2 separate regions of the Mus musculus genome follow, and region 2 is linked to region 1. The links are chromatin contacts, called in public HiChIP or PLAC-seq maps. All regions are on one chromosome and are shown on one strand. The core of a region is the stretch at or near the end of the contact, and the rest is flanking DNA. Distances in the headings are between cores, read along the strand shown.

Region 1 (3,313 bases), core at 129-2,628:
GTCCTGGGATGCAGATACCATCAAAACATATTTGTGGAATTGTCTGCTAGATACAGATATCATATACAGAATATATACATATATAGCTGGATAGATTGTCTGATTTAAATTGACTTCTCTCTCAATTATATTAAGGCCACAGCAGAGGAAAATTAAAATGGTTGCTATGGTCTCCCAAGGCTAATGAAAAGTTACAAGGGAAGCATTCTGGTGTTCCTTCTCCTTCACATGTTTTATTTACCCACAGCATGATGAGGATGATGGTTGTGATTAGGATGATGGTGATGATGGTGGTGCTGAGGAGGAGGAGGGTCATGAATATATCAGTGATGGTAATGATGGTAGCATTGGTGAGGATGGTGGTGGGGATGATTAATAGATACCATATTGAACTCTTCCATTTGCCAGTCCTCTCCCATACATCCACTCCCTACCTCCTATTTTGTAAAATAAGGCCTCACTAGGTAGGTAGGTTGGCTTTAAACTCACAATCCTCCTGCATCAGCCTTCCAAGTACTGGGGATTATAGGCATGTTCCACCATACCTGGCCAATTGCCAAATCTTATTTCAACATATTTTATGTCCACATGTGCTGCCTGTTGCTAGCTTAGACCTCTTTATAAACTAGCAAACCTAGTTTCATTTCAGAATAAATACGAAGCAGTTTAGCCATAAGAGGACAAAGGGCACTCAAAATCCTAAAATATAAACTACTATCAGAGCATGTTGCCAATACCTTAAGATGAACATTTCCCTGGTTGTGATGACTCATCTCAGTTGTCACTTTAGTGAGATCGAGAAATACCTGGGTGATGGATCTTTTCAAATACCTGAGGAGTAGCATCTTGATTGGGCTCATTGAGGTGGGAAAAGTTGCCCATTGTGGGTGGCACCATTCCCTGTGCTAGGGTCTCTCTGCTTCCTGATTGTGCATCACAGAAACTAGAAAAGCAAACAAGACCCTGACTAGTGTCCAGCAGATTCCACAGGAGAAAAAGGCCAACAGTTCATCTTTAGATAAACTCTTGGGTACTAGAAGCTCTTCAACATAGAGAGAGAGCAAGCTTGAATGCAAGTGAAGTTATATCAGAGAGATTGAAAGTTTGTAAATGAACCAGGTATTCATGCTGGTGACCCTCCCACCATGAGTCAATATTATCGGTGCCAAAGAGAGGAGAGAAGACTGGGACTCCCTAACAACTACCTAACAAGCATTTCTTGAATATTTCTAAACCTAGAAAGAAAACAAATTGGGCCTACAAAAGGGAGACAGAGGGGAAAAGAAAAAGATGATTCATCTTGAAAACCCCCTCAGCCTCCGGTTCCTACCGTGGAGCACTTGCCGCACCCGCGCTGTGATCCACCCAATTATTTTAATGTCATCATTCTTTCTCCTTTTCTCTCTTTGATCCAGAGATTAGCTGAGCATATTCTGTGTTTCCCACATCCTGCCCACATCCTTTTATCTAAATGTCTTCAAGGTCTCACAATGAGGTACCAGCAACTTCTTTAAAACATCTTTGTCTCTTTCTTGGCCAGTCTTTCTGGAAATATCTCTTGTCACTGCAGATGGATTAAGCATTTTCCTCTTTTTGACAAATGTTGGACGTCATGACAGGGGTGGGGTGGGGGGCTTCAGAGCTAAGCAGGCAAAGTGGTCCCTGCCCTCAGGATGCTAGCCTTCTAGTTGAAGAGTCAACTACTAGAGAAGTACACTCAAGCTGTAATGAGGGAGCAACGCACACCCTCTAAGAGCTCACCAAGCATTCTAGGCTTAGTGTAGAATTCCATTCACAGGGTGGTCTAGATCCAGAAAAGTGAGAAAGAACAAGCTATGTGACAGTTTATAGAAAGAACATGCCAGAGGGATTGAAACTACAAAAACATTCTGAGTAAGAGACCACATTGGGCATATTCAAAACATCTTCAGAGTCAAACATGAAAGAACACACAAAAATCTCCAGGATAATCAGGGGTGAAACAGCCTAGCAGCAGATTGCTCAGGGACTCACTCAAGAGCAGAAAGAGAAATTCACACCAAAGCCATGCAGGGAACTATTTTAAGTGATATAGAAATAATCACCTACATTTCAATTATTTGGCCAGTGCTCCTGAGAAACCAACAACCCTATTCCAACTTCTGCCCTTAGTGAAATCAACACCAATGCCATATTGGCTATGTGGAGGTAGAGGGGGCTGTTGGGACATATATTCAAAATTCCTTTTTAAATAGATTTCTGATCCTCACTTTAAAAAAAAATAGCTCTAGGTTCCCACTCAGCTTGGCATATATTAAAAATCTGTTTGGAAGCAAACTGTTTTTTAAAGTACCTTTGGTTTTAATTAGTTTAGCATTTTAATTTTACGAAAGGACAGGAAGCCTCGATAAGAAGTGCCTTCCATTAGTGTGTCTGAGTCTGCACCATGATGCTGCACTGAGACAATTGATGTCATGTTAATTAATAATTATCTGAGGGACACTGCAAATGTGGAAGGCCACTGTGACTCACCCGGATCGCCTTGCGCTCAGTCCGCTTTAAAGTGCTATTAATTCCTGTTACAAATGACAGGATCGTTTAATTTCTTAAATGAGACATTTTTATCACCCATAGGGCCTTTCATCTCAGTGAATTTATGCGTTCTGGTGAGCCCCAAAACCCATTTCTAGTTTTCAAAACACATTTTGCCCCCGTTGTTTTACCTATATTTGATTTGACCCATATGTATAGACTCCATATGAGTCTAGCTGGCCCACTCCAGATCTCCCAAGGTTCTAAATGGCTCATCTTTACATAGGGCTAAGAACAGGAGCAAGCGGGTGTCAAGTCTAAGCTATATGTGTAGATTCCAAAATTGCAACAAATGCAATTGTCTGGAAATGTACTTTGTGTGCAGAAATGACCCGTCATGTCTTTTTAATTACATCTCTATGCTCTCTACCTCTTCCACTACTTAAATGGCAGTAGACACAACAGTTCCCACTGACAGATGATCTTCCCACCATGCACCATGCTGCCTGATGTGTTCACATTACTGACTATCACTTGGGACAACTGATGGCTTCAAGTCATTAAGAGTTTTAGTCCTTGCTAGTGTATGCAATGGTGTCATCGCTTGGAGGCTAATTATGGGATGGATCCCTGGATATGGCAGTCTCTAGATGGACCATCCTTTTGTCTCAGCTCCAAACTTTGTCTCTGTAACTCCTTCCATGGGTGATTGTTTCCAATTCTAAGAGTGAGCAAAGTGTCCACACTTTGGTCTTCGTTCTTCTTCAGTTTCATATGTTTTACATATTGTACCTTATATCTC
Region 2 (3,192 bases), core at 576-3,075, 110 kb after region 1:
CAACTAAGGGGAGGAGTCAGGGATGTCAGGACAGGAGCAAGCGGTACAGAATGAGAGGGCCAGCCACTGGGGACTGAGCCAGCAGGCAGCAAGGACAATTTTTCACCCTGCTCTGCCACCTTGATCTATGGGAAACTGAGTCCTTAGGCTTTCCGTAGACTGTGCAGCTAGCACCAACCCTCAAGAGCAAGGGTCACCTCATCTGAAATGAATCTTTGCTCACTAAGGTCAGCATGTGACTTCCCCCACCCCCAACCCCCAGTGACAGACACCAAAAGTAACAGGCAGGATAGTTTTATATTCTCCAGACACTGCCAGAGTCCTGTCTCGGGGGCCTGCTGGTGGCTGGAAGATCCCGTTGCTGCGAAAATCTGAGTTCCTCTCATTGCTCACTAGTGTCTAGCTTAAAAATACAGACAGCTGCTGTGTCTTGCATGCTAGCTCTGTGCCAGGTACATGATATACAATGTACACCTGCTCATTTAATCTTCCCACGACGCGCTGCTCTCTCTCCTTACAGACAAGGAAATGTAGGCACAAAGTGGCTAAGGGACTTGACCTGGGCCAGCTGCTAACACAACTCTACCCCAGGTGTACATGAATACAAGCCTGGGCTCCCCATTCCCAGCACACCATTCCAGGGCTTCCTGCCCTACAGCTACCATTCTGTGTAAGAAGACCCCCTTGCCAGTACTACAGATGTATTTGTTCCTTCAGCAAGCAGTTGGTGAAAGGGCTCCCACGTAGTAGGCCTTGGAGATGAAGAGGTGAAGTACCTAGAGTCTCCTCCACCAGATAAGATAGGGCACATTCAGGGCAGCATGATCTAGCTTTATTTGTATCAGAAGGGATTCCAGGTCCCTAACCCTCTTCTTGATCCTTTAGTGGAGATTCAAAATCCTACCTGTGTACCTCTTATAAACACCTCCCTCATCCCAAACTATTTGCAAACCGTGGTGTGCATCATTTATCTACCTGATAACCTGTTTTCTTGTTCCTTGCTAGAAGAACCCCCTTTGGGCCAGACAGGCCATGGACCAAGCCCTGAGTGCTGGACACAATTGGTCAAGATGTTATTAACATTCTTTGTTTGTTTGTTTTTTGTTTTGTTTTGTTTTTTTGAGACAGGGTTTCTCTGTATAGCCCTGGCTGTCCTGGAACTCATTTGTAGACCAGGCTGGCCTCGAACTCAGAAGTCTGTCTGCCTCTGCCTCTGCCTCTGCCTCTGCCTCTGCCTCTGCCTCTGCCTCTGCCTCTGCCTCTGCCTCTGCCTCTGCCTCTGCCTCTGCCTCTGCCTCTGCCTCTGCCTCTGCCTCTGCCTCTGCCTCTGCCTCTGCCTCTGCCTCTGCCTCTGCCTCTGCCTCTGCCTCCCAAGTGCTGGGATTAAAGGCATGTGCCACTACTGCCCGGCTGTTAGTAACATTCTTGATGCTCTCTCCCAGCCTCCCTAGTAGCTAGCAATAGAATGCCACCCAGCTATGGCCAAGAGACCAAAGATGTGGGGTAACTATAACCAAAGATTTTCTCTGGACAAAATGAGATAAAGTGGGTCTTAGAATGTCTCCCCATGCTTCCCCATAACCTTCATCCTGCCTTTGACAACTAGATCTGTAATAAGTATATAAAAAAGAGTCCATTAGACTGTCACAGGCCAACACTGAAGTGGAGCCCCGGAAAGAAAGGTTTCTAATAGATGGCATCATGCCCTCCTTTTCCCACTCCCACAGTAGCCACGCCCCACACCACCTGTTTCCCTATAGCATCCTGCTTCCTTCATCACTCCCTCAGGTCAGGAGCCACATCACAGGCCTGAGCACACGTGGGCACTTTGAATGATGACAGGTCTCCTAGAACCAAAAGCGATTCCAAGTGTTCAGGGTGACAATTTCACAAGGGAAAGAGAGCCCGCAGATTGCAGGTTTGATGTGGCTTTGACAAAAGGCAACTCAAACCAGTTGAGCAAATCAGGCTCGATTTGTGGCCTGCTTTCCTTGACGGCATCTCCTAAAAGCACAGCTTAATGACTCCATGAACAGTTGTGCTTTTATTGGATAAGCGTAGTAAAAGTGTACAAAATAACTCTCTGCTGAAATCGAGAATTCTTTGGCAGCACCTGAACCGAGCTCATTTGTGCATTTTAAAACAATTTGCACTTGGCCTTGTGCTGTGTTGTTCTTGCCCACATTGCCCCGATGGTGCCAGTGCAGGATTACTCTGCAGTGGCGCATACACTCCTTGCCAGGACAGCCCCATCACCCATATGCCCTCCTTCCTGGCCAAGTCACCTAACAGCAATGACACTGGTCTCTTGAAAGGGGCACTATGAGGCATGTACTTGACAGCTTCCAAGTACTTGGAGCGCAGAAGCAAGGACCGTGGTGAAGGGACCAAATGGAAGTTTCCAGTGCACCCTTCCACTAGCTGTCACGTGGTCATCATGTTTTGATGGTGATAATAATGCTAATGATGCCGGAGATACTGCTGGTGGTGATAATGGCATAATGGTGATGCCAATGATATTAGCCTTCCTCGGGGCCTCCCTTTCTTACTGGGGGCAGTGCGAATGTCTTTGCAACCGTTTATTGCCTTTTCCACTGACCAAACGCACCTAGGCTGAGGTGCATGAAGTCTCCTGAGTAGATTCAGGGTTGAAAAGGTGGCTCAGTAAGTAATGTGTTTGCTATACAAATAAGAGAGCCTATGTTTGAATCCCCCAAACCCACATACAGCCAGAAATAGTAGCATTGATCTATAATCAATCCCATCACTTCTACAGTGAGATGGGAGGTATAAGCAGGAGGCTGCTAGAAGCCTGGGGGCCAGTAAGCCTTACACACACAGGAACCAGCAATAGGAGACCCTGTTTCACATGGAGTAAAAGGGGAGGACCAATTCACACTGGAGGTTGTCCTCCACATGTGCACACACGCACACATCACACAGACAAAAAAGCGAATTCAGAGAACACTGAAGACTTCCCACCAGCCTTGTCTACATTCTCTTTAAAGAGAGGAAAGCAGAAACGAACCCGTCCACACAGAACCAAGAGTCTCCCACAGCCCTCTTCTGGTACAAGGCCAGCAAGTTGTAAAAATAGAATTCATAAATGTATCCAAAGCTTTCAGAAGTGCATGCCAAAAGCCATCTAGGACCCTTTATCAGACGAGAGATCACACATGCCACACAGACACA

Evidence for each region. HiChIP or PLAC-seq counts read pairs in DNA pulled down with a chosen protein or histone mark.
Region 2: a contact with region 1 is called in a BATF HiChIP or PLAC-seq map of CD8 T cells, with 11 read pairs. The contact joins two enhancer-like sites. A contact is called at or near these places in 1 of 15 datasets of contacts at CTCF or cohesin (the NIH/3T3 cell line), 6 of 484 Hi-C or Micro-C datasets (CD8 T cells, the MNK3 cell line, granulosa cells and 3 more) and 2 of 115 datasets of contacts at active chromatin or transcription factors (CD8 T cells and Th17 cells).

Annotation. Positions count from the first base shown.
Region 1 is chr12:25,358,221-25,361,533 of GRCm38.p6, reverse strand. All of the region lies in intron 1 of Gm36723 (a long non-coding RNA gene), which reads right to left. Among named protein-coding and RNA genes, the nearest start is that of Gm36723, 4.0 kb to the right of the region's middle. Within about 2 kb of position 1,378, at least 30 of the 459 cell types and tissues checked have an H3K27ac peak or open chromatin away from gene starts, as enhancers often do. A contact at or near this core is called in CD8 T cells, where this site is marked.
Region 2 is chr12:25,245,779-25,248,970 of GRCm38.p6, reverse strand. No RefSeq gene overlaps it. Among named protein-coding and RNA genes, the nearest start is that of Gm36441, 38 kb to the right of the region's middle. Within about 2 kb of position 1,825, at least 18 of the 459 cell types and tissues checked have an H3K27ac peak or open chromatin away from gene starts, as enhancers often do. A contact at or near this core is called in CD8 T cells, where this site is marked.